Regions from separate parts of the Mus musculus genome. Here all the other regions are linked to region 7. The links are chromatin contacts, called in public HiChIP or PLAC-seq and promoter capture Hi-C maps. All regions are on one chromosome and are shown on one strand. Each heading gives the region's core, a stretch centred on a gene start, on an enhancer-like site or on the middle of the called end of the contact. The rest is flanking DNA. Distances are from core to core; before and after follow the strand shown.

Region 1 (3,733 bases), core at 784-3,283, 1.9 Mb before region 7:
ACTTCAGCTTTCTGGTCCTGGCATTCCCCTACACTGGGGCATAGAGCCTTCACAGGATCAAGGGCCTTTCCTCCCATTGATGACCAACTAGACCACCCTCTGCTACATATGCAGCTGGAGCCATGAGTCCACCATGTGTACTCTTTGTTTGGTGGTTTAGTCCCAGGGAGCTCTGGGGGTACTGGTTAGTTCATATTGTTATTCCTCCTATGGGGCTGCAAACCCCTTCAGCTCATTGGGTCCTTTCTCTAGCTCCTTCATTGGGGACCCTGTGCTCAGTTCAATGGTAGGCTGCAAGCATCCACCTCTGTATTTGTCAGGCACTGGTGGAGCCTCTCAGGAGACAGCTATAACAGACTTCTGTCAGAAATCATTTGTTGGCATCCACAAAATTGTCTGGGTTTGGTGTTTGTATATGGGATGGATCCCCAGGTAGGGCAGTCTCTGGATGGCCTTTCCTTCAGTCTCTGCTCCACACTTAGTCTCTGTAACTCCTTTCATGGGTATTTTGTTCCCCCTTTTAAGAAGGATCGAAGTATTCACACTTTGGTCTTCCTTCTTCTTGAGTTTCATGTGGCTTGTGAATTGTATCTCGTTACCTCTCATTTTCAGTTTTAGAGACTCAATTATGTTATGATATGTCCCACAATAATTGCATTGTAAGTGTCATGAACCGTGATAATAGGGAAGCTGTTCATAAAATGTTCTCTCACTGTCTGTAACTACTAAAGGCTTCTTTCATAAATTTGAAAGAAAACCTTCATGGTTATGTGGACTAGTTGGGAGCTATTAAGACAACTCTATTGTCTTGATCTCTGAATTGGGCCTCTCCCCCCGAGAAGAAAAGGGAGTCAAAAGCGGGCCACCGACGCACCGTTCCGAGAACAACCACAGAATGTTCCAGCCCTAAGTCAGCGCCAGATGTCCTGACCACAAGATGTACCCTGATACCACCAAGTTCCTGCTTCCCCATATAGTTGCCAAAAAAAAAAAAAATTCCGCTGCCATCCCTCCTGCTGAGAAGTATTTCCTCCTTTGCTTGTGCATTTCCATTGACCCATTCCTCCTGCTGAGAAGTACTTCCCCTTTTGCTTGTGCATTTAAGCTTTGAGCCTTGCTGAATACAGTGACACTTCCTGCACTTGGTGTCCGTCTCTCCCTCCCCCCATTTGGTTCTTAGGAGAAGGTCCCCTCGAGACCCTCAATAACTGGACCTGCTGGACGGGTCAGTTGGGGACCCAGAGATTCAATCACCATAATGAAGACAGTGAAGAGACAATTCATTATCTCTACTACCACTAGTTTTCTTTTACAACAAAGTAAAACAAAACCAACCAACCAAACAAACAAACAAAAAACCCCCAAAACAAAAAATCCAAAAGAAACAAAACAAAACAACAAAAATCCAAAGAATATCTTCATCTCTATTACCCTGACCTTAAAATTAGCCTTTGAACTTCTCTAGTTGACATTCACTCAATTTCCTGTCCAGTGCTGGTGCTCTCTTAGCATTCACCTGACTAGGGCTTGCTTTATCCTCATCAAGAATCAAACTAGGGGCCAAGAGAGCCCCTCAGTTGTCCTTCTGAGATAAGAACCCTGAAACCCCATTACAGTATGTCCAGTGCTGACAAAGAAATCGTGGAGGAGTCTTTAGAAGGTTAAAAAAAAAAAACTTTATAACCATGTTAGTTGAACTGGATGGGTCAGGATGGACTCAATTTCAAACAATATGGGTTAGTAGGTGATTTGTGTAACATACCCAGTGTAAATGTGGTAGCAGGAGGTCAAAGACATTAAGTGACACACATCCTGGTGGTCAATACAAATAAGAATTAAAAAAAAACAAAGAAAAAGAAAGCATACTTATTTCTAGTTGGGTAAATGCTGAGCAAATGGCAGTAAATGTATGAGATGCAGAGATAAATTCCCCATCTTCCATGTAACCACTGTGGTAACTAGGGAGGCATCTACATGCTAGAACCATCAATCCTTCACACATGCTATTTCTTACATCTCTATAATTTCTTGACTCCCAGTTTACATCTGGAGAGAATTAGTCTGAAAGGTTAAATACATTGCCCTGGGTCCACATAGTTAGAAAGAGATTCCTGGAAACCAGACTCTCATCTCCAATACTGAACTTGTAGTTTTAATTTACTTCTAACTTAAATTTAATAAAACCTCTAATTTTACTACTAAATTTATAATAATAAGTCAACAGAGCAAATATCTGACATTGACCTAATCAAGGAATTGAATGTTAGAATGTGTCTGATGGTTGCCAAGTAGCTTCAGTGGAAAACCACATTATGGTATAGGTCTGACTTCAGCCTTGCCACCACTGAATGGCATTCAGTACACAATTTTACCACCATTTTCTCAAACCCTCCTAGTCTTAGTGAAAATAATACCAGACCTATATACCCCATATAAGCTTGGATTTGCAATCTTTCTAAGGGAGGTTAAGGATTTTAGTTATCCTCCATGTGTTAATTCAGTGTTTTAACTGTGTTAAGAGATTCTCATTTGACAAGTTAGCAAAAGACAGCTATATTTTTGGAATGCATTCTTGTTACTCATGAAATTGTGTCTTTAAAGAGTCCCCTCAATCTTCAGAGGAGAAGACTAAGGATAAGACCAAGAGTGAGCAGAGGAACACCTACCTCTTTTTGAGGACCTTTTTATTCTCTCCTCTTTTCCCCTTGCCATCCAAGACACCCGTTTCTTCCTCTTTCCCTCAACCTGTGCCCTCTTTTCCCCATGCCCATCAAGACTCTGGTGTCGTCTTCTTCTTCTTCTTCTTCTTCTTCTTCTTCTTCTTCTTCTTCTTCTTCTTCTTCTTCTTCTTCTTCTCGAACTCAGAAATCCACCTGCCTCTGCCTCCTGAGTGCTGGGATTAAAGGCGTGCGCCACCACGCCTGGCTGACATTCAAACTCTTAATGCATAGAGCTTCTCTAGCCTTGGCTGGCAGGCAATAGCTCAGCATTATTATGTACCTGTGCCTGTGTACACAAGACATGGCTTGCAAACAGCTATATTATCTTGAAGACCACCAGAGACTCCGGTTGTAGCCTCCCCCAGCCTCCAAGCAGGCTGAGCCAGAACTTGACCTTGCTGCCACTAAGGAGATTACCTAGGGTGGAGCCTTCCTCCCTAGATCACTCTATTGTTCAGCCACTGCTACCTGCTGAGAGGCCTCTGAGCTATTCCGGAGACTGCACCCTATCCTGCAGCGTTGTTGTCACCTGCAGCTGGTTCCAGGCTCCAAGAATGAATTGGCAGGAATGCCCCCCCCCCAACTCCGTTTATAAGTGCATTTGCCATTGAACATTTGAGCTTTGATCAGGAATCTTGACTTAGCTCCATTGCCTAGTTCCCTTGTCTTTTCAGCTCCCGCTTGCCTCCCAGGTGAAACCTGGTTCATGTGAGCCCCGTGTCGGCTTCCAACATCGGGTAGTTCTGGTGATTTGGTGAGTTGGATGTACTATGCATCCCATCAAAATTTCTTGCTTTGTTTATCTGTACTGTTTCCAAGCTCAGCTAAAACGCTTCCTGTGATGGTTCAGTATCATGCATCTCTCCTCTTCTGTGGCATCATTGTTGCAGAAGACTGGCTGGAAGTTAGGTACTAACATTAAAGAAGGAGAGACTGGGCCAAATGTAAGGCTTGACTTTAAATAATTGATGTCTGACCGTAGCAGAAGAGAGTCATGCAAACATTCTTTTATA
Region 2 (3,776 bases), core at 437-2,936, 1.9 Mb before region 7:
TACCTCCATACAGAGTTGGGATGGCTTGACTTTTCCTGGGTAGTATCTATGTATACCTCCCCCAACTGACACCTCCCACACACCACCACCCTACCCTCATGCTGTGGGCAGTCTGCCTCATCCCTAACTCCTGGCTTCTTCAACAAGCTTTGGAACTGTTGCAGTTTTCATTTGTGGCTTGGTGGGGCTAGGTAAGCAGTCATGAGTCTCCCTGGCTGTTTCTCAAATAGTCCTCGTCTCTCCTCTTCTATTATACAACAGCAAGACAGTGCAGTTAAACGCTGTAGAGGGCAGCTTTGGAGCCAGAGTAAACCAGCATCAAGTCATTTAATTTCCCCGAGCCTCAGAGAGTTAAATGGCATGATTCACATAAAGCCAAATGCTTGACACAGTGGATATACTCAATAAATAATTTTCAACCGCAATCCAGTTTTACTCATTTCTAATCTATCATAGATGCCCTTTCTATAATCTGGAGTTTCTTTTTACCCCACTGCTGTCTTGAATTTCCTTAGCCTCTCTATATTGTTCAGCACCAAAAAAAGCATTTTTCTAAACTTATATTGCTCTATATTCTAGTTGCCAAATGCTGTAAAAAGCCCTGCTGTTTTAACTTTTCTCTTGCGTATGCTATTTAGCACCTGTGTAAACCTATGCAGCTGTGCTCAGCTATGTATAAATGTTTGCTTCTGCCATATTTATTATGTGGCTCTGTGTCCAGCCAATCACTCTATTAAATCATAAGCTTCCCAGGGCTAAAGATCATACTTTCTACTTTTGCAACAAGTCCCTATTTCCTTCTGAGAACAGATTTCCAGAAGGCTGAGATGTAAACACACAGTGTTACTTTAATAAGATGTCAGGGACATGTTCTCAAACATTGTGTTCTTCTTCAGGGCATTATTCAAAAAAAAAAAAAAAACCAACCAATTTTAGTGATAACAAGCATCTTATAGAAATATTCAAATTGGGGGCATTCAGTTGGTGACTTTTCATATTAAAATATTAGAACAGGTCTATTATTTCTCCTTAGAGAAGTAAACTTACCTCCAGAGAGATAAGTGTTATGATTCTCCCATTTTGCATTCAGGGAAGTTAGGAAAGATTTGAGAAGGACCCACCCAGAAAGGTTTGCAGCTGGCTCAACACTACCCTGTATTAGCTCTGGTGTCTTCCACTAAATGAAGGGGTTTTCCAGATGAGCTATAAAGATATTCTGATACCGCTCTTCCTGCTCTCTCTCACACACACAACATTCCCTCCTGCTTATCTTCAAAGAAAAGGAAGTTCTATTACTATCTAGAATTTGCTTAGTGGAGATAAATAAAGTGAACTGCAAGGGTCTTGGATGGTTTGTAAGAAGCGGGAGTTGGGGCAAGGGGTGGGGGGAGTGAGGGAGAGAATGAAGAAAATATCTCCTTGGTGTTTGCCTTCATTGCTCCTGTTCTCCAAAGAGCCGACAAAGCATTCCCTCTCTGATAGTGAAGTCTCCAGCTGGTGTTTCCATTTCAGAGGGTTGCATTGCGGTTCTAGAGCATGGACAGCACTTTGTTTTTGCTTTCTTGTAGCTTTCCGCTTTCTCTCCTCGGCGGCTGTATTCTTTTAGATTGAGTCACAGGCAAGCATCTTCCAGGCTTGGTGAGTGGGCCCTCGCAGCCCTGCTGAGAAGGCCGGCTCTCAGCAAGCTGCAGGCAGCTGGTGGGGCTCTGCTCTTTGGCAGCCTCTCAAGTCTGCCTGCTCCTTCTGGAGCACACAGTCTCTGGTTGCACGTAAAACATGCTCTCACAATTAAAAGCTTCAACTTGGTCCTTCCAACTGTGAGACTCTGGGAGTCTCTCAGCGCTGAGTTGAAGAGGATCCAAGACCTTCCCAACAGAGTCAGGATTACGCTGCAGTTAATCTTGTAGAGCATTCTTACATTTGTTCTGCTTTACCACAGGGGTACTGAGATCTTTCAAGTCACAGGAACAGCTCTGTGCTGTAATGTGCTGGGGGAGCTGGGAGGGCCCTGGGGATAACTCAGTTTGGGACTTCTTAAATATCCGAGTTCTAGAAAGGAAGGGCTGTGTTGCAGACTCAGTTTGTAATTCTGTGTTCTTAAAAATGGCCTCCCTGCAGGACTAGGTACATCTCTCCCCCTGAGGCAGCACAAGGCAGCCTAGTTAAGGGAACGGGTTCCATAGGCAGACAACAAATTCACAGACAACCCCTGCTCCAGTTGTTTGGGGACCTGCATCAAGACCAAGCTGTACATCTTTACACATGTTTGGCTGACCTAGGTCAAGCCTGTGCTTGCTCTTTGGTTGGTGGTTCAGTGTCTGAGAGCCCCCAGGTGTCCAGGTTAGTTGACTCTGTTGGTCTTTCTGTGAGGCTCCTGTCCTCTTCCTTCCCTCAATTCTTCCTTTAATTCTTCCACAAGACTCAATCCATCCACCTACTCTTCCATAAGACATCCAAGTTCCATCTAATGTTTGGCTGTAACCCTCTGCATCTCTTCCCATTGGCTGCTGGGTGGAGCCTCTCAGGGGACCGTTACACTAGGCTCCTGTCTGTAAGCATAAGTGAATATCATAAATAGTGTCAGGGTGCGTGGCTTCCCCTTCTCAGAGGAGAAGTGGTGGGGGTGGGGATGGGGGTGGGGGGTGGGAGGACCTGTGTGAGTGGAAAGAGAAGTGGTACTGACATTGGTATGTAAAATGAATAAATGATTTAAAAATGACCTCCCAAATTGCCTTCAGGATGCTTAAAACCTTGTTCTGTCCTTGGCCAAGAGACTTTCTGAGCAGTAGCTCCATCTATGGTATAGATTCTATATCATGTTTGACTGGCACATTTCTATTTATAAGAAACTAAAACCTCTTGATGTTAAATTTTTGAAAGAGTGTACGTAATGAAAGCTTTTATTTGAATCTGTATACAGGAAGCAGTTTTTCTTGAAGTCATTAGTATTCAGTGCTAACAGCTCAGCAGTAAGATCTGCTATTAGGGTGTTTTAAGTTGGGCATTTAAGGTTAAATAACTCACTCTGGGCTGTGGGTATTAAGAGACAAGGGCTGGATTTGAACCCAGACAGCCAGATTCTCTCTCTTCTGCCTTTAGCTATTCTGCAATGCTGCTGTGAAATAACGGCTTCTGTTTTACCTTATCTCTTGGGATGCATTTATTCTTTTTATTCAGTATTACTAAAGTTCTTTTTTTTTTTCTTTTTTGCAGAAATTTCATCTCTCTGTTGCCCAGCAACGACAGTAGATCTGTGTGTGTTTAATGTAGGAGATTGGATTGGAAGCAACTGTAAAGTGTTTTGAACACAATCAAGAGAGGGAAAAGATTTGCCACTTGATAACTGAGCTGGGACATTTCTTACTCCTTGCCATGAAGGATCCTCTACTGAATAATACACTTATATCACAGTGGGTCCTCAGTAAAGAATAATAGAGCAAGGTATGGTAAATATTGAGTCAAATGTTCAGCTATAGTCAGCTAGCTAGTGTTCTTAATTATTTAAAAAGCATTTCCTTTTGTGTTGCTTATAGATGGCTTGGTGGTATGTTTTGTCTACATCTAAAAAAAAAAAAATCCTAGGCTGTATTTCAGAAGAGAATAGCAAAGTTCTGTGACTCATATGATTATTTTTACAAACGATTGAATAAATAAACAGTCCCCATTTCAGCCTAGATTTGTTTATGCTTTCAATACATTGGTTCTATAAAAATGAATAAGTCAAAGCTGTTTTCTTCAGATGCGTCTAAACCTTTGTTTCCATGTGAGGAATGAAA
Region 3 (4,057 bases), core at 1,536-4,035, 2.0 Mb before region 7:
TCTCTGAGAAATAGCACCAAATATGGATTAAAAAAAATAATGTAACCCATTTATGGTAATAACTCAGCATGTTCAATCACTTCTACCTATGTCAGACACTGTAATACGTTTGCCACGGCAACAACATAAAGTTTAAAATAGCTGTCAATAATTTCCCTAAGCCTTGAGCGTTTAGTTTTGTTTCTTTCATCAGCAAGTTGGGTAAAGTCAAGATGCTTGCGCTTTAAGCATGTTTAGCAAGTCTGCCCTCTAAAATGCTTTGCTAACGTTGCCCTGGACATATGCTTGTATGAGAAATTGCTCATAGTCTCAATATTAACTTTAAGGTCCTCTAACATTCAAATAATTATTATGAGTTGCAAATACAGAAAAAAAATCACTATGCATGATATGATCATCTCTTTAGATTTAACATATTCAAACACAGGATGCCTAGATAAGTTGAATTAAGATGAATATTGAAAAAAATCTAGCATACAGTTGGGACACGATAAAAAATTATTTATTGTTTATCTGCAATTCAAGTTTAATTGAATTATACTCAATATCAATTCTGTCCTTATGGCAAGCATTTCATTCAGGGACTTTCCCTGCTGGAAGCAACAGGTGTGGAGATAATGTTGCCTGGGTGTGTTCCAAGCATGCAGAGAGGCAATTCCTCTCCATTGATGGATGGAGTTTGGCTGCTCTGACCTGTCCCCAGTGACTGGGTGTGATCAGAAGCCCCTTTCAAAAAAGAGCCTTAGGTAGACCCTATGCACTGAAACGAGAGACTGGTACACTCTGGTTCTACCCACCTGCCTCCCTTTTGAGGAAGCACCACTAGGACTTTTACTTAAGGATCATCTTGCATTTTATTTTTAATCAACAATAACAGCTGTAGTTATATTACCAGAAGGTAGAATTAGGAGCAACAGTTGAGACTTCAGTGACTTTTAGCAACTTGCATCACTACTTTAGCTGTATGATTGCTATAGACATGGATATATTAGTGTGGGCATGTGTGTGTGCTGTGTGTGTATATGCTGTGTGTATATGTTATGAGTGTGTGGTGTGTGTATGTGTGTGCTGTGTAGTATATGGAGTGGTGTATATGTGTGTGGTGTGAGTGTGGTATGCGTGTGTGGTGTGTATGTATATTTGTGTGTTATATGTTTGCTGTGTGTATGTGTGTTGTATGGTATGTGGTGTGCATGTGTGTGCTGTGTGGTATGTGGAGTGGTGTGTATGTGTGTATGTTGTGTGAGTGTGGTGTGTGTGTGTGTGGTATGTATATTTGTGTGTGTTATATGTTTGCTGTGTGTATGTGTGTTGTATGGTATGTGGTGTGTGTGTTGTACATGTGTGGTGTTAGGTCAGTTGATCTTTCCTTTCCCATGAACTTAGGTGACTTCATTTTCCTCCTCCTTCGCATCCCCCACAGCCTGGACATGCTACTGTAATCCAGGCGCAGAGGCTCTTAAATCACTTACTGTGGACCCATCCTTCTCCTCCAATGTCTACAGTTCAGCCATTTCTCAACTGAAAAGTCTCTTGATATATAAAAACAGTAGCTCACTGAATAAACCTTAGACCAGTAGTATATCCTGATCAGCTTTACTTTGGGAGTGGAGCTTGACTTAATCTTGCTTCTGGATTAGAATGGTCTGCTTTTGTTTAAGGTATCTGCCCTGAAATTTTCTAACAGCTTCCTTCACAGACAACCCCCACCCCCAGCACCCCAGCCTTGCAGAAGACCTTTTGTTTAGTTTGAGACAGGATAGGTCTTTTTAGTGATATTGCTCTCATTGTTCAAACAGCAAAGAGGAGCAGGGAGACAGAGAGGGGGCACTTACAGTAAGTGCCAAGGTTTGACAAAATGGCTATTGGAACACACCAAAAGACCACCACTGCATACTGCATACATTTCTCATGTAGTCTAACAGACCCACGCAGACATGAAGGGTACTCTCACTGGAAGCCTCAACTTTCAACTGACGTCCAAGTCAAACTTTCAAAACAGAGCCCTTTATTTCAACTGAGGAGACCTAGCCCAGATGAAAGCCTAGGTTATCAAACAGATGGGGAGAGAGAAAGAGGATTGTGGCCCAGCCCATAGACACGGTAGACACAGGTGTGGAGCGGGTTGGCAAAGGCAGGGGGTACTGTACCTCAGCAGCAGGCGGCAGGCGTCCCAGTGTCACGCCTGAGTCGCTAGTCTCCGATGGGTCTTGCCTGCCGACCACTGCGCTCCCCTCGATGTCAAAAGGAAACGCATTGCCGTCCCCTGACGCTGCGTTGGAGCAGACAGCACACCAGAGGAGCCACAGGGCCAGGACTGAGCACCAAGCTGTGCTCCAACCCATCTCTCTGCAGATATTCAACAGGGCCCTTCCTGGAGTGAAGGACCTGGAGGTCTTGGTGGGTACCCCCTAAGAGATGCAGTGATGCCTGGTGTTTTGTCTTCTCTGGACCTGCGGTATTTAGATCCAGGAGCCCAAGTTGCAACTTTGTTGTATTAAAGAAGAGGGAGTGAGAGTCAGCGTGGTCTCTTCTCTCTCTCCTGCTTGTCTTTCGCTTCCATCCACCTCTCTCACTTTGTCTCCGGTCTCCCGCCGCTCCTGAGACTTGGGTTCTGGGACTTACAGATGGATGGAGCTAGCGCCCTGTGAACATCAAAAGGCAGGGGAGCAGACTGGCATGAGCGAGGCGAGCGCTCCTGGCCACCTCCTCTCCCTGGCGGCTGGGACTGAGGTCGGCGCGGCTCTGGCTTCCTTCCCACACTCATTCTCACCACTCCCTTTCCACCTTCCCCTTCCAGGCCCTCCCACTTCAAGTTGGCTTTCAGACCCCGAGGTCAGGCCTTTCCTAGACGCCGCCTCCCCCTCCCCCTCCCCCTCGCAGTTTGGAGTCTCTCCAAGGACTCGAAATGAATATTCAGCGTTCCTGATTGCTTCCCCACATCCCTTATTTACGCAGCCAAGGCGCCGGATGTCTGATCTATATTTATATAGATTTGTATGTGGCCCCCACTAGTGTACAGGAAAGTGGGTGGAAAAAGGATTCCAGGGGCGGGAGGGAACCTGAGGTAGATGACCTCAGGAGCCAGAGGCATGGTGTCCATTTCTGGATGCGTTCTCCTCTCCTTTTCTAGGGATAGCCTGTGGCTCTTCACTGGCCACTCCTCTTCCTCTGTGGAGTCCTCACCCAGAGGGCTGGAGAGAATATCTTTCACTACAGTACTAGAAAATGACTTCATTATTGAAATGCATGAACTTTTATTTACAAAGAACATCTTGTTTTCCCTAAAGAGGTGCTTTGTGAAGGACCCAGAACAAGGCATGCAGTGTATGAGCCTGTCGAATATGCGACCCACAGCTCATAGTAGCCCGACCTCTTCCTCTTGGCCTGCAATCTCATGCCTACAACATTTGTCTGAATCATGCAACCTTTCCAAGGCTTCCATAGAACTCAGGCTGCAGTTACGCTGGGCTGCCCTTGAGCTGACTAGTATCCACTGCCAGTGATAGGTGCCTTTATTTCCATGGGCTTCAGGTCAGAGCTTTAGGTATCTCTGGAGGGAAGGCCCCAAAGTGCTTAAAAATGATCAGATGAGCAAGATAGCCATATAATGACACTCAGGCCAGTTTTAAGGTATTGGGAATTATAATTACACAGTAAGGCAACTCTGTGAACATTATCATGAGCCCCATTTCACCGAATGGGCTGTTGGCTCTAAAGCTATACACATAAGCAACTGTTTATTCTCTACCATGTGCCAGCCACTTTCCACACATTTGTAAACACCACAGCATTCTCGCATAGTAGGGCTTTTATTTCCTTGCTGTGGAAGAAGAATGAGCGATTCCCCAGGGCCACCCAGCTGATAGAAAGCTGAATTGAAGCTTAAATATGAGCCTTCTTGGCCTGAAGCTCTGATTCAAGTTTGTAACACCAAAACTGATAAGATAAAGCCTGAGCTGGGACATAGAGATAGTGGGGGTGGGGGTGGGGGGTAGGTGGTCTCTTTCACTTTTGGAGTGCTTTCTATGCACCAACAGTTTGCATGAGTTATTTT
Region 4 (3,958 bases), core at 1,293-3,792, 1.9 Mb before region 7:
CCAGTTCACTTTTGCTGCCTTCAGATCAAGATGTCGAACTCTCAGCTCTTTCTCCAGCACCATGTCCGTCTGCACGCCACCATACTTCCTGTTGTCATGATAATGGACTAAACTTCTCAACTGTAAGCCAGCCACAATTAAATGTTTCTCTTTGTTACCCCGCTTATGGTGTTGTCTCTTCGCAGCACCAGAAACCCTGACTAAGACAAGTCTCTGCGGTGTAGGCATCCTGAGTCAACTAGCCAGCCGATCGACCAATTATAAAGTATGAAATTCCACTTAGGATGATGGACAACAGTGAGGTTCTATCAACTTAAACTAACACACAGTATTTATGCAAAAATATTTACTTTGGTGTGTATATTATATGTGTGTATATTCGTGCACAGGTATGCCTGTGGAGGTCAAAGGCATCTTTCTTGATCACTCTGCACCTTGATTTTGAACTTTGAGCTTATGAATTCAGTCTGGCTGGTTGGCTGCTGAGCTCCTCCTGAAATCTTCCAGTTTCTCCTCCCTAGTCTGGGGTTGCAACAGGGACTAGCTTTTACACGCGGATGCTGGGGATCAGGACTCAAGTTCTCGTGCTGACAGGCACCTTAACCACCAAGCCAACTCTCCAGCCCTGTAAGTCAAAATATTTTAAAGTAAAACATGAACATCATAACAAGCCCCATTTGTTGGATTATGTTCAGCTAGATTTTCTACTAAACACCAGTTGTCCTGGAGCAGGCAAGCACAGACTGGAAAACAAAACACCCGATTAATCTTTCCCAGTGGAGCTGGCTTTGGCTGTGCACCGAGGAGAAGTATAAATCTTGCCATTGCACTTCATTCCTATTCCATTTCTGAAACAAACTTGGCAAAAGACTATGAGCTCTTGGTCATCACTACGCTGCCCCAAGTCATCAATGTCCTTCATCCTTTCTCAGTGGCATTAGCAGAAAATTGATGTCTCCTCTATAGCACTGGCTTGTGCATGATGCCATCTTTCTAGTAGAGTGAGTATAGTTCCTAGTTAGCTATGAAGTAAGGGCTGGGTATCTCTGTCTCTCTTTCTCTTCTTCCCTCTCCTCTCTCCTTTCCCCTTCCCCCTCCTTTGTTCCTTTTTCTCTTCCTCTTGCCTTCCATCCTGTTCTAGTTCTTCACTGTTGTCGTCTTTCTCACTTTCTTTCTCTCTCTCCCTTCTTTCCTTCCTTCCTTGCTTCCTTCCCTTCCTCCCTCCCTTCATTTCCTCCTCCTCCTCATCCTCCTTTTCTTCTTCATATTTCGAATGTAAGGGAATCTACTATCTACTGCTTGGTTCTTTGTAAAAAATGCCCCTAACTTCTCTGCTATAGAAGCTGCTGGTTACATTTCTGTTCACCAATATTATAGCAAAAGATGCTTCACGTGTAGCACCTTCTGCTATTTCTCCTGCATGTTTTAAAGGTTCCAGATCTCCAGAATTCTTTTTGGGCATATGTATCAGTTAGGGTTTTATTGCTGTGAAGAGACTCCATGACCAAGGCAACTCTTATAAAGAGCAGCATTTAATTGGAGCTGTCTTACAGTTTCGGAGGTTTAGTCCATTATTATCATGGAGGGAAGCATGGCAGAATCCAGGCAGACATGATACTGGGGAAGGAGCTGAGGGTTCTACATCTTGATTCAAGGGCAGCCAGGAAGAGAGGCTATCATGTCTCACACCAGGCAGAGCTCAAAGCTCTGCCTCTACTGTGACACACTTCCATAAAGGAGGCTACACTCCCAAGAGTGCCATTCCCTGGACCAAGCATATCGAAGCACCACAGTTTAGCTTTGTTTTTAGCTAGCTTCCTCCTTGAACTGTATGAGGCCTTTTCTCCTAGCCTTTCTCTCCTTTTACTCGCATTGTGGTGCATTAGTTTCCACGGGCAGGAGCTAAGACACCCGAGTTGCTTTCTGTTATTTATTTACCCTTTCATTTAGTTCTTTAAATATTTACCGATAATGTCTTCTCTGTTAAGAGGTAGTTTCCTGAGTTCAGCCACCTCAGGGGTGAGTTCCACCTCCATAGCAGGGTCAACCCAATGCCTATCCTGCATCTTCAGGTGTTTCCTGTTTGTAACCAGTACAGGATGTAAAAAGGGAAGATGCTGTTATCCTGTTATCTGAGCTAAGACACACAACTCACGAATGTGCTGCGTCTCTTGACTTAATGGACTACATGCAGCTGGCTCATTCCTGTTTTCCTAATCATTTTAAAATTCCAGGCCAGAGTCCAGGAAAGGACCTGTCTGCAAAAGCTGACTCAAAGACCCTGAAACCAGGTGTTCTAGATAAGGCCCAGTCACCAATGTTAACTTCCTTGTTTAACCCCTCGTGTCAAAATATGATTGGTCAATGCAGCATCTCACCCCATCCCGCTTGCTTTGTGTTCCCATCCTATAAAAATGTTGTACAGTCTCCTTTTGGGGAGGTGGTTCAGATCCTGAACTGGCTGCCTTCCTGTGTGCTCAGAAAATAACACTTCTATTTTTAAGCTTCCGAGTGAGTAAGTTTCCTCGACTTCTACCCTGAACTCAACATTGTCAAGAGGAAGAGTGTAGACATAAAAAATGAGGAAATGCACCACGGAGCCACAGCAATATACTCAGTAATGGCTTTCTACCAGTGATGATGGGAAATTTCTCTGGGGTACTTTCTACAATTTTTACATATGGGGAATGGCATGTTAATTGCACATCAAGAAGTCAGAGGTTAAGAATACATGTCCAGGGGCTAAAGTTAACTCCATCATTTTCTTTTCCCCACCTTTCCTCCTCTTCCTCCTCCTCCTCTTCCTCCTCCTCTTCCTCTTCCTCCTCCTCTTCCTCCTTCTCCCCCTCCTCTTCCTCCTCCTTCTCCTTCCCCACTTCCTCCTTCTTTTTTTAATATCTGGATTTGAAACTGGATTGATAACTCAGCTGAAGCAAGCCAGCATCCATTCAAAATGAATAGATCAAGAAAGGAAATCAGACCTCTCATCTGGAAAGTAATGGAGACCTTGCACCGAGGCAACATAGCTCATTGTAAAAACAGGGAGGGGTAAGATGGTAACATTTGGCTGTGTTACCACATCTCTCTCTTTTCCCTTTAGACAAAATGGACAGGACTTGGCTCTGGCTCACTTATCAGGTAGGGAAGTTCAACCTCTCAGCAGCACTGAGCAGGTGTTCAGTAAACATCGGCTTGTTTGAATTAGGGATGTTTGAATTTCCTCTAGAGCATCTTTGACCACATAGAGTTTAAAGACCTCATGATCTCAGCCCTCTACCAGCTCTTTTTTTAATTTATTTATTAATATATCTAAGTACACTGTAGTTGTCTTCAGATGCACCAGAAGAGGGCATCAGATCTCATTAAAGATGACTGTGAGCCACCATGTGGTTGCTGGGATTTGAACTCAGGACCTTCGGAAGAGCAGTCAGTACTCTTAACCGCTGAGCCATCTCTCCAGCCCCTCTACCAGCGCTTTGAGAAAAGTCAAAGGCAAAACTTCTCATGCTCAGTAAAACACAGGGTGGCATGAACATGCAGTACTTAGGGATTTAAGTAAGTACTCGGCATCCTGCCTTTGACACGGATCTGCAGATGACCTCACTCAGTTCCATGGATATGACCCAAATACCTCAGTTAATTATGGAATGTTCTTTTTCCCTTAGCTTTTATAGACCCGCCCTAACTTAGAAATAAATGCTTAGTTAAGACAATCTCCAGCTTGGCCCTTCTGAAGGCACAGAAAACTGACTTAAATGTAGGCGCCCAGGGGGTTCCTGATGAAGCCATGTCTCTAAAGTGAAATCCTGCTTTCATATACATGAGGTTGGACTGCAGGGTCACATGAGTTCTGATGTGGACTTTCCCATGGATGGCATCATTTCCGTACCCAGAAAGTTCCAGATTCTGAAGAATTTCAGGTTTCGATGCGGAGATTAGGGCAGCTCAGCTTATATTT
Region 5 (4,283 bases), core at 753-3,252, 1.8 Mb before region 7:
CATGTACATCTTGATAGATTGTCATGAAAGTGTTAAGACATCACAGATCAGTGACTTCAAATATTTCTAGCACTTGAAAAAATTTCTTTAAAAAAGGGCAGTTCTCTCTAAATTCAGAAGAGTTGGGCACTAAAGTGAGTATTTCTGGCAAGAAAATATTTCTCTGGGGAAGGGGAGGACTGAACGGTGACAGTAGGCTTAAGCCACTGCTAGAGCCAACTGGAAAATGAGCAGACCAATGAGAAATGATAGTTTCTTTGGTGTTTCTTACCTAATATGGATTCATTACCACAGCCTCATAGAGTAAATGGAAAACATGGAATGCATCTCATCCTTATGGAGTAGAAAATGGAGGAGAAGTGTGTGATGGATATTCCCAGTTGTTAACTACATCTGGAATGAACTACAATCCAGAAATGGAGGGCACACTGTGATCCAGGTCTTGAAGACGCGGGTGTTTGATCTGAAACTTGACGTGGAATGACACGTGCTTTTCATCCAGATCTTGAGACATAGTGGCAGTGAAAAGTTTAGGCCCAGGCATGCTGGTACACACTTTTAATCCCAGGAGACAAAGGCAAGAAGATCTCTGAGTTCAAGCCCAGCTTGGGACAGAGCAAGTTCCAAGTAAAGAACAGTTTAGGTCCAGGTGTGGTGGTGCACACCTATAATCTGGGCCGTACCTTCTGCTGGAGGCCTACATAAGGACACTGGAAGAAGAAAGACTCACTCTCCTTTGCCTGCTTGCACTTACTTGCCAGCACGTCTGTTGAAACCTACTTCTTCTGGATTCTAGCTTATACAGAAGACCAGCTGAAACACCTACCCTCATGGGATTCTTTAATTCCCATTCACAGTTGCCTATTGTTGGATTAGTTGGACTGCAGACTGTAAGTCATTCTAATATATATATATTTAAATATATAGAGAAATTCTGTAAGTTCTGTGGGAACTTTAGAGAATGCTGCCTAACAAAAGTGTTCTGCATTTGCTGTATCATCTGCATCTGCAACTAGTTGGGTGCATCACTGGGGGCTTTGCTGACAAGACCCGTTGCTTGCCACACCATTCCAGTGTGTTGCAGAACAGTGACTTTCTAGGGGACCTGCAAGTCCTTCACACCCATTCTTTATAACCAAATATCTGTGGAAGCAGGAAGTTCTCAACATTACTTATACCTTCCCCTCCTTCCCTCCCTCCCTTTCATCCCTTTCCCTCTCTTCATTTTTTTTTCTTTTTAAAAAAATTTATTTATTGTATGAGTACTCTGCTGCATATACATCCACATGCCAGAAGAGGGCAGCAGTTCTCCTTACAGATGGTTATGAGCCACCATGTTGTTGCTGGGAATTGAACTCAGAACCTCTCAGAAGAGCAGCCAGGGCTCTTAACTGCTGAGCCACCTCACCAGCCTGCCTTCCTTTCTTCCTTCCTTCCTTCCTTCCTTCCTTTCTTCCTTCCTTCCTTCCTTCCTTTCTTTCTTTCTTTCTTCCTTCCTTTCTTCCTTTCTTCCTTTCTTCCTTTCTTCCTTTCTTCCTTTCTTCCTTTCTTCCTTTCTTACCAGACAGAGAAGTAATATTAAGAATATTAAGGAAAAAGAAGGGATATTAGGTAAACAGGAGGAGTAATTCTACAAATCTGTTGAATTCATGGTGACTATAATTAATAATAATAATGTATCCTACAATTGAAAATGACCAAGAAAGTAGACTTGTTCTTATCCTCTAAACCGATAAATATGTAAAATGATGAATATCTTAATCAGCATGATCTAATTACTTAGTGGGTTTTTCTGTGTAGCTCTAGCTGACTCACTCTGTAGACCAGGCTGGCCTCAAACTCACAGAGAACTATCTGTCTCTGCCTTCCGAGTGTAGGACTTAAAGTCATGATTTACTCTTAGAGGGAGTTTTTGACTCACATTGTGGGTGGAGCTTATGGCTCATTGTGGGTGGAGTCTGTCACAGCCACTATATAAGGCTCCATCCAGCCCTAGCGCCTGATTACTTCAACCAAGAGCTTGAGCAAGTAAATACAGAAGCACAAGTGGTCAGATCCTAAGTCCTTTGCTGGAGACCACCAACTCTAGGTAAACTGATACTTCTGTGTGTCTGTCTTCACAATCCTATTTCTCTCTGGCTACAACGTTTGTTTGTGTCTTTATCTTTGGTTTTCAGATGAGGAAAGAGAACTTGGACTCTAAACATCACTATGTAAAAGTTTCACAAGATAACTTAATGGAAAACATTTTGGAAATGGAGGCAACCTGTGCAATTTGCCTGGACATTTACTCTCATCCTATTTATCTCTCCTGCGCCCACATACTTTGCTTTGATTGCGGTAAAAAATGGATGACAAAGAAAGAAGACTTGATAATGACCTGTCCCGTGTGTCGAAAAGAACAAAAGAGACCTGTCAAGTATGATGGGGTAATGAAAGAACTGGCCATCCTTTTAAAGCAGCATGGCCCCTTACTGAAGCAACATAAAGGGCAGATCACTGGACTTCTGAGATTGGTATCAGAGAATACGGCTCTGGCAGCTAAGACTGGTGACTCCTCCCGGGAACCCTCTAATGATTTAAAGGGTGGGAAGCCTGGTCATAATTTGGTGGAAGATCCCAGAAGATTCATTTCTTCAGCCCATGTCGTGGACAACTCCCACTTTTTTTCAGTCTGCCACTGGGAAGTTGATGTGGAGAAAAGGAACGAATGGGCTCCAGGTATTTGCAAGGAACCAGTCAGCAGGAGGAACATCTATTTACTCCGTGAACATAAGTTCCAGTTGCTTGGTGAGAAGACGAGAGAAATCAGAGTTAATTTTATTTCAGAAAGACACCATAGAAGCCCTGGCCTTTACCACGTAGGGATTTTCCTAGCCTTGACTATGGAAGAAACCAAGTTTGTGATGGGAAAAGCAACGACTTTACCTATGAGCATCATTATCTCTGCTTTTTTGGAGCTCATTCCTTTGTTTTAAGGTAAGGAAAAGGCCAGTGGAAGGGAAAAGTGGTGCCCCCATGTTAACATCTGCCTTTGAGTAATTCATCAATTATTAGTTTTTAATCTTCCTTTCAGAGCAAGATTGGAGGACCAAGGTAAAGCATTGCACTAAGACTTGGAAGACTTCTGATGAACTCTATAGACTCCTGAGATCACTCTGGGGATAATTATGTTGTAGGCAAATAGCTGTGTACTGTATATTTTTTTTACAGTAAAATATTGTCAATGTTTTATGGATATAGAGTATCCGTGCTTACTGGTTTTTATGTAAACTTAATACAAACTGGAGTTACCTAAGAGGAGGGAGCCTGAATTGAGATGCCTCCATAAGATTAGGCTGTAGACAAGCCTGTAGGGCATTTTAAAAATTAGCGTGGTGGCGCATGCCTTTAATCCCAGCACTCGGGAGGCAGAGGCAGGCAGATTTCTAAGTTCAAAGCCAACCTGGTTTACAAAGTGAGTTCCAGGACAGCCAGGGCTATACAGAGACACCCTGTCTCGAAAAACAAAAACAAAAAAAACAAAACAAAACAACAACAACCCCCCCCCCCCAAAAAAAAATAGTGATTGATGCAATAATGTTCAGCTCATTGTTGGTCCGGCTACACATAGGCTGATTGGTCTTGTTTTCTATAAAAGCAGGCTAAGTGAGCCATAAGATGCAAGCCAGTGGTCTAGCTCTCAGCTCTGCCTGCATTCCCAGAGGCCAGCCAGCACCATGCCCACTAACATCTGGGAAAACCAGGTGGGATTCTCCCCCAGGCCTCTTGCCCGACAGGTCCCTTAGACACAACTAGCATCAGCAAATTGTGGGATGCAGGGGATGCATGCTACTGGGGATGCAGGCAGAGTCGTGGCCTGGAAAATGGAGTGGGTACAGTTTACCATTGTTGGGTGTGCTTTATGAGAACTTGGCAGGCAGGGGATTTGGGAGAGTGGCAGTTCCTGATGCTGGCAGGCCTCTGGGGATACAGGGAGATTTATGTACTAGAATGTAGTAGTGGGAACAAGGCACAACTCTGCCTGCATCCCCAGTAGCATGCCGGCACCGGGAACAACATAAAAACAGTCAATAAGAGCAAGGGTAATATGGCACCATGAGAGCCCAGCTATCCTACTACGGCCAGCTCTGGGTATCCTAACAACAGCTGTAGCATAAGAAAATGACCTTAAAAATAACCTTATAAAGATGATTAGAGACTTTTAAAGAGGAAATAGAAAGAAAGGATCCATCCCATATACAGTCGCCGAAACCCAGACACTGTTGTGGATGCCAACAAGT
Region 6 (4,163 bases), core at 478-2,977, 1.6 Mb before region 7:
TTAGAATGTATAATTTTAACACTAAACAAACAAATTACAAAACCAAGTAACAGTATGTTGGCATAGACATATAGAAAAGGAAACATTTATGCATTACTGGTGATAGCATAAACTGGTGTAACCACTATGGAAATCAGTGCAGAGATTCTGAGAAAAGCCAGAAATATATTTACCACATCATTCAGCTATATCCTACCCCTAAGCTTGTATCAAGGACTATACATCTGACTGAAGAGAAACTTGCCCATTAATATTCATTGTTATTCTGCTCACAATTGCCAGGAACCATTTGTCATATGTCAAAATCTTGGTTTTGCACTTGGATAGTTAGTTCAACTTTGTATTCTAGTTCCTGGCTTTCACTGGCTTCTGAAATCTCAGGCGCAATGGGAACTGAGATGTATTTTTTGAGATTTGAAGGACTAAAGAGCAGAGTTATTATAGTGAATGAATTCTCTGTACTTCAGTTTTTCTGATGAGGACAAGGTAGTCTTTTTTATATCAAAGTACTCTTTGGTATAGAGAAATATGAGAAACTTGAAGGGTCATAAGATAAATGAGTTAGGTAGGACTGGGCTGGAATTCCAGCTTCTTCAGAGATATAAATTTAACATAATTTAAACTTTGAGGGTCTCTCCACTCTTACTTGTAAGATGAGAACCACATTGTGACATACTGAGAAATCTGTGAGCATTAAGTAAGACAACTATGCATGTTGGATACTATATTGATGATAGTAAATAAATGTCCACTTTGGTGCATTTATGTGCTCTCATAGTTTTGATCAGAAGATGATCTATCTGATTCTCTGGGAAGTTAATAAACCTGCCTTGAGCATCTGATATATGTACATAGGCTCTCTTATGGAGACTACCATTCTCACAAAGTTCATAGACATAAATATCATACGTCACAGCTCAGAGCTTTTAATGTGTTGGGCACAAATGTAGCTCACACACATTAAAGCCTGTATGGTACTGTGGCATTGTGCTCTCTGCAAGTTGGTGCCACAATCTCACTTCTAATGAAAGTATGGTCATAAGCTGACTTCATAGTATGCCATAGCGTTTAGCCTGCAACTTATCACCTCTTCTTGATGCCATCCTAATTTAATCTTGACACTGAAGCATTTACAATGAGATAAAATTATTAATAATGATAATCTAGTCAGGTAAATGATGTTCACTTTCATTTTATCTTGTTCCTTGAACGAGGATGCTTTCTTGTGAAAGGTGAAACAGTGTCAAAGTTGTGAATCATAGTTTCACATTCAAAATAATGAGAAATCATATCTTCCTGCCTTTGCAGCTAAGAGAAGGAAATAGGGTTATTTCCATACGACTCTCAAGAATAAAGAAAAATAATCTGTAAAAAGCTTTACTCATGTCACCTCTCATTCTACTTTGAAGGGACATAACAAAATCAGAAGCAAGATGGGTTCAGTGTATTTGTGTTCACTCTAGAAATGGTAAGACAACATTTATTTCCACCTAGAACTGTCTTGGATCATGGCAGCAGTGTTTTTAAGAGGTCTCATATCTCTCAGAATGCACACAGTGATGTCCAGCATGCCACACAGTTACACAAAACACTTATTCAGCATAAAGTATCTTCATGGGGGCCCTACCGCCCTTACCCCTCGTTTCCACTTTCCACCCTCCAGTCCTCCCTTGGGAAGATGCATGCCTGTTCCATTTATGCTCAGCACCAGTGTTGCCATGGAAACTCTCCTCCTTTTCTCTACCCTCCCCAGTTACCAAGCACAGCTCTGGACTCAGTGCCAAGACCTCCTCTGTACAGACTCAATATTCTTTCAATGTTTAGACAAATCTGTTCGAAAACCTTGTTTACATTTTTTCCCACAACACCATAGCTTCGAGTCGGGGCCATCCATTTCCCATGGATCTGCTTATATTCTGGACATGGTTTCTTTTCTTTTTTCTCCACCATAGCTCTAAAATAAAATTGTATCATTTGGTCTAATTCTTAATAGGACATAAAAGGCAACTCAGGGTCAGAGTCCACCCTTACAGTCAATTTTATCCAGTCCAGAGTAGAATTTAATACTTTTTGTATACTATTTTTTTTTTACTTAAAAAATTTTGTTTAATAAATGCAGCATTAACACATGTTTAAAAACAAGAAACTTTCCTTTAATTAGCTTTAGTTGCATGTTTGTTACAGTCATCTGTGTATCTTACGTTATGCCAGACATTAATTAGTATTCAGATATACAAATAATATGTTGGCTTCACATTGCTTAATCTTACAGGTATGTTTTAGGCTGCACATTTTCTGTAGAATTTAAAAGTCTTGCTTATGGTTTAATTCTTGATTCCTATATTTAATGACGCAATTCACTGATGAAACTAAACCAAAATTAATGTTGTTGTGATGATATTTTATCCTTCTCCCCATTTAAAAATTGCCAGTTATGCCTGCAGAATTCCTAAATGTTAAACGTAGGTTTAGCTTAAAAAAAAAATACTTACTTTGCCTTTTTATTTTAAGAAACTTGAACAGGTCAGTTCAACTCAGTGAACTATGCTGACATTTACATATTTTCACAGTAAACATGTATTTTTAAATCATTACTAGGAAAAAAATACCTCTGATCAACAGAAGAGGGAGCAATATTCCCTCCTTTTTTACACAAAATACTGTGGGGTTGTTTTCTCACCTTTCCCTCCTAAACATAAGCCTCCTCTATCGTAATCTCTGCTGCTGCTTTTCTCTTTCCCTTTTCTAATTTTTTTGAGGGGAAGTGGAGGAGGGGTGCGCAGTGGTGGCAGGAGTAGGACCACCCAGTTCGATCAAGGAATCAAAGGTTAAATTCTTTCTGGTTTGTTACTATCTCTCAGGATATAGTTAAACGTTAGAAATCTTTGTCGTCTGTATATTTTTACTCGCAACAATACTTACGGGAATGAAATGCGCTGCACCTCCTTACAGAGAAGCCACAACATTGCGCAGGCAGTGGAGTGAATGTGAACGTTTTCCAGCTTGCCTGAGCCAGAGACTCTCTCATTGTTCTCTCTCTGAGCAGAGTAGGAACCGCGCACATCTGAATAACAGAGTCTTTTCTGCCTGGCGCAATCCTGGATTGTTACAGTCTAGAGGCCAGCCATGCTGTCACCGGCACAAATTGATTTAACCATCAATTGCTGTGGTCATTAAAGCTGCTAAAAGTCCCCGCCAAACTGATGAATTGCAACTGAATGTGAAATGAGTGTCTAAGTCTTTTTCCCACCACCTCATATCAAAGGCTATTGTATCCTTGCAAAGTAAAGGGTCGGGGGTTCAGGCTGCTGTTCAACAATGGGCTCTGTCAAAGGACAGAGCTCCATTCACACAAGCACTCCCAATTACAGTTTGCTTTCCATACCTTATTGTATGAAATTTGCATCCAACTAATACATTGAATTATTGGCATACTTTGGGTGTCAAAGGAGTCAATGAATGATTTGTCCTTGAAATACATGGAATCCAAAGCAGCTGCTGGTTCTTGTCTTGACAATGGAATGATTCCCTGGTTTTCCAATGCCTGCAAATGGACTAATTTTCTCCCAGCTCACAGTTAGCACTTGTGGAAGCAGTACACAATTTTTTTCCACATTCACAACTGTGAACTCATTTCTAGAGTTTTGAGAGGAGATACAGAAAAGGAATGGTATTGTCTAGCCTAACAATTATATTATAAACTTTAAAAAAATCAGTATAACCTCCATGAGGCCAATCATTTACTACTACTACTACTACTACTACTACTACTACTACTACTACTACTACTACTACTACGACTACTACTACTACTACTACTATTTGTTTGCTTAAAGTAAAAGGATACATTGTAAAATTAAAACCAACCTTACACATATGTTTAAATACCCAGAAGAACTTTTGTTAATTCTTTTAGGAAGATCATAAATAGGAATTTTTCAGATTTTATGATTAAGCTCCTCAAAGTGTTATGAACTGAGCACACGGCACATGTACACATGTACATATTTGTATGTTGGTATAATGTTTACCCAATTTAGCTGATAACTGAGTTTGCAGACATGAGGGATCACTAAACTGCAATCCTCCAGCTTCTGACACTCAAAGGCAGCAAGGAATTCAGAAAACATTGGGTTTGCTCTCCTTGGTGTTAAGTTTGGTTT
Region 7 (4,270 bases), core at 1,220-3,719:
CACCAACCCAACCCTGCATGCGTCTGAAAGTCATGCACTTTCTTGGTACAAAAGTCACTTTACTTGCTCCTCTTGTTTAGAATTTAATAAAGACAATTAAAGATTGCTGCTACCTTTATAAACTAACAAGAAGAGGGTTTCTGTAATCAAGTCAGACGTGAAGGGAATTCTCTGCAGAGAATTCTCTGTAGTCTAGCATGCTATGACATGTTAATTAGCTTAACTATGACACCAATTTATATATCTTCAATTTTTGTTAGCGTCCCCCAAATGCAAATAGTCAGAATAAAAATAAGTTAAGTACATTCTAAAAACAAGTCAAGTAAGAACCACAGATAGATAACTCAGCAGATTTCCACCATCAATTATACAGTTGGTCACTCACAACTAGGTAAAGCAGCTGCATGGGCATAAGTCGAAAATCACATGACTGAAAAATGCCTCCCTCCACACCTTATCTCCATGACCAATGTCTATCCCACTCCTCAGCAAAGGCTCATCCCTACGCATGAAGCCAGGAAGGAGCTGTTCAAGACAGAGAGTCCTCTCTGGTTCTCCATCAGGCCTGGTGAAAGTTAATGGGACTTAGAGTTCATCACTGATGACAGAAGCTGACAGCTGAAGAGACTGAGCTGTTCCCCAACAGCTCAACCTTTCCCCTGACTCTAACAAGAGCAGGACTTTACTTTAGAAAGGCTGTAATTTCCAATGGATCAGAGAATGCAGGTCAGGGCTTTGCTATGACCCCAACGTCATAATGTAACTCATGTTTAAACCGACATGCTCTCCCATCTCTGCTCTCCATGATGGTGTAACTTCAAATAAACATGCAATACAGTTTGAGTCCTCTCAAACTTCCAATTAAGCCAGGCCATGGTGGCACATATCTTTAATCCCAGGATCTGGGAGGCAGAGGCAGGTGGATCTCTATGAGTTAGAGCCTCATTTACACAGTGAGTTTCAGGACAGCCAGGTCAACTTAGAGCCTGTCTCAAAAAACAAAACAGCCTTTTCCATTTTGGCCTAGCTTTCTGTAAGGTTTTTGGTTTTCCAGCCAATGACAGGTGGCTATTTTATTTAAAGCTTGTATTAAAAGATTCTGTCAAACCAAGAAAATGCACGACTATTTTAACAAGTTTAAGTGTTTCATTCAGCCTAGTTCTCTAATCTACCTCTCCAAACACTGTGACTTCAATACAACTACAGAAAACGCTCCCAATTTCATATTGCTTTGTGGAGATCAAGCGTTCAATCAATGAGCTTCGAAAGTTCTGTCAAATTTCCTTATTACTTCTCTCAATGGTTTATCTATTGATGTCTTGGGTGAAATCTGTATAGGCAGGGCACCATTCCATTTGGTGTAACTGAACCCAGAGACTATTACTACTTATACTCCAAATTAGAAAATCCTTACAGTCACCTTGTACCGTTCACTGCATTGTGAATATTTAGTCCACTTCTCAAAGTTTCCTGCAGCAAGGTCTTCACCACAGTAGAAGAGTTCCTAAGCAAGATGCCGGTGTTCTTTCCTAACCCCCCAGAGCAGGGTATTATAGCAGATCGAACAAAGAGCAACAAAGAAGGGGGAGGTAATAACCTCCCATAGAGACATGCCAGGACCCATCAAACAAGAACAACTGCACGCTTCCTCTCTCCTACCACTTCCCAACGACCTACCTACTTCCAACTCAAAACCCCTTAATTGTCACCGAGGAAGTGCAGCCCTTCCATTTGAACCCTGAGAAAGTGGAGCTCGAAGAACGCGAACAAAGGCGAGGGATGTAGTCCACGCAAAACACCAGCGAGACAGCGCCGCTCTGCGAACTTGGCCACCGGCCAGCAGTAACTCCTCCGCAGCCCCACCCGGGTGCCGGGGTCCCGGGTGAGGCTGGAAGCGCAGCGCGGACAGATCGGGGGCGAGAAGGGGGGACCGGGAGAGCGGGGGAGGGGACAGGGACGTGGGGCGGAGCTCCAGGACGCCAGCTTTGTGCAGTCAGGCCCAGGGTGCCAACTGGGGTTCCTCGGGAGACCGGTCAGAGGCAGTGCACCCTAAACCTGCGTGTGCCCGAGAGGACCCGAGAGGAGCGAAGGCGGGCGTCCCCGAGACGCCACCGCTGGGTAGGCCGTGTTGGTGTCCCCGCGGGCTGCCACCCCCGACACCCCGCCGCGCCCTCCCCGCATCCCGGCTGCAGGCTCCTCGGCCACTCACCATCATAGTAGTAGCACACTTTCTTCTTGCCGCCTCCTTGACTGTACGCCATGGGCTCAGGCCGCCGCCTCCCGGCTGCGGCTCCTCCTCCGGCTGCTCCCGCCCGCCGCGGCCCGGCGGCCAGACAAGAGGGCTGACGGGGACGGCCGGTGCTGCAGCCCTCGGAGCAAGGGCAGCCCGGAGCGGGACGGCGGCGGGTGCCGGGAGGGCCGTAGGGCACAGAGCGGGATAGGCAGCGGCGCCGACGCGCGACACTCGGCAGGGGTAGGCCTCCGGGCGGCGGGGCTGCGAGGCGGGAGCGACCACTGCGGCTGCGCGGAGGGGGGCACCACAACTACGGTCGGGAGGGAGCGACCGGGACGGAGTGGACGCCACCGGCCAGGGCGACAGTAGTGTTTCTACGGGTAGTCACACACAGTCCGGAGGTGCGCACAAGCGGACTTTAGCCCCTTGCTCAGAGACCCGGACGCGCAGCAGTGAGGTTCACCCCTCGGTCTTACGCGCACTGGTTGCGCCTGGGCCGAGCCTGCGCACTCCGCGCCTGCTCAAACGAATCCCGGGCAGTCTAGACCCCTCCTCCAGGGCTCATGCCGCTCCCCTCCCCCACCGCCGCGACGCTCCGGCCCGAGCCCGCCACGTGCCGCGGGGACCCCGAGGGGCCTCGGCTTGAGAGCTCCCTAGGGCTGCCTCCCCCCACACACACACCCGCTACCTGGTGGTCCGATATTCCCACGTGTTTCAATTCTCTTGTTCTCCCTCATTGGCTCCTGATAACTACTCTTGAGTTACAGAGAGGTTAATGGCAGACTCCTTGTATCTCCTGGGTTTAATAAGCATTTCCAGGACTCGGTATAAGCACTGTTCCCAGCATCCATACCTGCTCGTAATAAACACCATTTAAAGCTGTCAAAAGTGCTGGGATGTACGTGCCATGTCCATCTCCTTATAGGTGTGGGCAAAAGAAGGAGTATAGTGCTCTCAATTGCTAAATAATAGTCATCTGAGGACCGAAGGGGTGTCGAACTTTTCAAGACTCCACGTGCTTTGTCTACTTTATCAGACTGGATGTGCTTCTAGCCAGACAATTCAAAAGAATTGGTTTAAATATTGGAGTCCCTGTGTTTAATAGCCTGGCGTTTATTGTGCACCTGTCTAAACCAACCTGCTTAAAGGATGCATAAAGGATGGAAGCTGACTGTCTAATGAAATACTCACACACCTGAACTGTTATTATTTAAAATTCCAGCTACATGCACACACTACTTCCTCCCTTAAGAGGAGGTGTTGAAGTAAGAACCATACTGAGTCACTAACAAAAATCATTATTTTTCTACTTTCGGATCCCCAGGACTCTTAATACATAAAGCACCAATCTTCCAGGCTTAACCCCAAGAGACTTAGAATTACTCCAAGGTACCCCTCACCACAACCACTTCTCTCCCAAGCCTACAGTTTTAACAAGACCCTGGGAGATTAACGTGGTTGGGTCAGGGACCACAGTGGAGAGAGCTAGCTTTGATGTTAATGTTGATTACAGAGTATTGTTTGCTTCATTTTCTCTATCAGTTCCCAAGTCAACCATGCAAGGTTTTGAAAACAGAATGAGATGCTTAAGCAAACACTATTGTTCTTCCCCAGACCAAACACGGGGGAAGTAGGAAATAAGACTTGATTTTTTTCAGGGAGACTTCTAGCCTCTGTTCCCCCACCACACCTGTTTTTTTGCGCTTTTTAATACATTTAGCTCAACATTTAACATGTTATCATTGCCCATAATTCCTCAGCTTGTCTCCGTTGGACACAGTTTCACAAGAGGACAAGCCGACTTTACCCTAAACATAATTATTTCTCTAGTGTCTGTGGCTTTCAGCAAGCCATTTGAATTTTTTTAAAGTGGTCTTCACCCCTAAAATGAGAGACTTTCTTATGTGACTATTGAAACCCTCTTAAGATAATCCACATGGGGAGCTAGAGAAAATACCCAAAGAACTAAAGGGGTCTGCAACCCTATAGGTGAAACAACAATATGAACTAACCAGTACCCCCGGAGCTCGTGTCTCT

Evidence for each region. Promoter capture Hi-C pulls out the DNA fragments that hold promoters and counts their contacts. HiChIP or PLAC-seq counts read pairs in DNA pulled down with a chosen protein or histone mark.
Region 1: a contact with region 7 is called in a promoter capture Hi-C map of second pharyngeal arch cranial neural crest. The contact joins the enhancer-like site here to the promoter of Hdac2 in region 7. A contact is called at or near these places in 7 of 39 promoter capture datasets (3T3-L1-derived adipocytes, the C10 cell line, cranial neural crest and 3 more) and 1 of 115 datasets of contacts at active chromatin or transcription factors (astrocytes).
Region 2: a contact with region 7 is called in a promoter capture Hi-C map of neural stem cells. The contact joins the enhancer-like site here to the promoter of Hdac2 in region 7. A contact is called at or near these places in 3 of 39 promoter capture datasets (cranial neural crest, hematopoietic stem and progenitor cells and neural stem cells), 1 of 115 datasets of contacts at active chromatin or transcription factors (large pre-B cells) and 1 of 9 other capture datasets (adipose tissue).
Region 3: an H3K4me3 HiChIP or PLAC-seq map of embryonic limb bud shows a contact between it and region 7, with 9 times the contacts expected there. The contact joins the promoter of Lama4 here to the promoter of Hdac2 in region 7. A contact is called at or near these places in 13 of 39 promoter capture datasets (the 3T3-L1 cell line, the C10 cell line, cranial neural crest and 7 more) and 3 of 115 datasets of contacts at active chromatin or transcription factors (astrocytes, embryonic limb bud and stem cell-derived neural progenitor cells).
Region 4: a contact with region 7 is called in a promoter capture Hi-C map of hematopoietic stem and progenitor cells, with 6 times the contacts expected there. The contact joins the enhancer-like site here to the promoter of Hdac2 in region 7. A contact is called at or near these places in 7 of 39 promoter capture datasets (cranial neural crest, frontonasal cranial neural crest, hematopoietic stem and progenitor cells and 3 more) and 3 of 115 datasets of contacts at active chromatin or transcription factors (embryonic stem cells, large pre-B cells and pro-B cells).
Region 5: a promoter capture Hi-C map of maxillary cranial neural crest shows a contact between it and region 7. The contact joins the promoter of Rfpl4b here to the promoter of Hdac2 in region 7. A contact is called at or near these places in 4 of 39 promoter capture datasets (cranial neural crest, maxillary cranial neural crest, second pharyngeal arch cranial neural crest and 1 more) and 1 of 115 datasets of contacts at active chromatin or transcription factors (large pre-B cells).
Region 6: a promoter capture Hi-C map of hippocampal neurons shows a contact between it and region 7, with 5 times the contacts expected there. The contact joins the enhancer-like site here to the promoter of Hdac2 in region 7. A contact is called at or near these places in 5 of 39 promoter capture datasets (cranial neural crest, frontonasal cranial neural crest, hippocampal neurons and 2 more), 4 of 115 datasets of contacts at active chromatin or transcription factors (astrocytes, bone marrow-derived dendritic cells, embryonic forebrain and 1 more) and 2 of 9 other capture datasets (adipose tissue and liver).

What each region holds. Positions count from the first base shown.
Region 1 is chr10:38,849,706-38,853,438 of GRCm38.p6, reverse strand. No RefSeq gene overlaps it. Among named protein-coding and RNA genes, the nearest start is that of Rfpl4b, 30 kb to the right of the region's middle. Within about 2 kb of position 2,033, at least 3 of the 459 cell types and tissues checked have an H3K27ac peak or open chromatin away from gene starts, as enhancers often do. A contact at or near this core is called in second pharyngeal arch cranial neural crest, where this site is marked.
Region 2 is chr10:38,906,396-38,910,171 of GRCm38.p6, reverse strand. No RefSeq gene overlaps it. Among named protein-coding and RNA genes, the nearest start is that of Lama4, 57 kb to the left of the region's middle. Within about 2 kb of position 1,686, at least 106 of the 459 cell types and tissues checked have an H3K27ac peak or open chromatin away from gene starts, as enhancers often do. A contact at or near this core is called in adipose tissue and neural stem cells, where this site is marked.
Region 3 is chr10:38,964,243-38,968,299 of GRCm38.p6, reverse strand. It overlaps Lama4 (laminin, alpha 4), which reads right to left and starts at 2,785. Exons shown (of 38, transcript NM_010681.4): 1 at 2,151-2,785. The coding sequence starts at 2,345.
Region 4 is chr10:38,879,100-38,883,057 of GRCm38.p6, reverse strand. No RefSeq gene overlaps it. Among named protein-coding and RNA genes, the nearest start is that of Rfpl4b, 59 kb to the right of the region's middle. Within about 2 kb of position 2,542, at least 25 of the 459 cell types and tissues checked have an H3K27ac peak or open chromatin away from gene starts, as enhancers often do. A contact at or near this core is called in hematopoietic stem and progenitor cells and pro-B cells, where this site is marked.
Region 5 is chr10:38,819,498-38,823,780 of GRCm38.p6, reverse strand. Rfpl4b (ret finger protein-like 4B) reads left to right here and starts at 2,002. Exons shown (of 3, transcript NM_001177783.1): 1 at 2,002-2,089; 2 at 2,178-2,979; 3 at 3,077-3,240. The coding sequence starts at 2,178. The coding sequence ends at 2,978.
Region 6 is chr10:38,552,850-38,557,012 of GRCm38.p6, reverse strand. No RefSeq gene overlaps it. Among named protein-coding and RNA genes, the nearest start is that of Gm22911, 61 kb to the left of the region's middle. Within about 2 kb of position 1,727, at least 97 of the 459 cell types and tissues checked have an H3K27ac peak or open chromatin away from gene starts, as enhancers often do. A contact at or near this core is called in adipose tissue, astrocytes, embryonic forebrain and 3 more, where this site is marked.
Region 7 is chr10:36,972,743-36,977,012 of GRCm38.p6, reverse strand. Hdac2 (histone deacetylase 2) reads right to left here and starts at 2,469. Exons shown (of 14, transcript NM_008229.2): 1 at 2,210-2,469. The coding sequence starts at 2,261.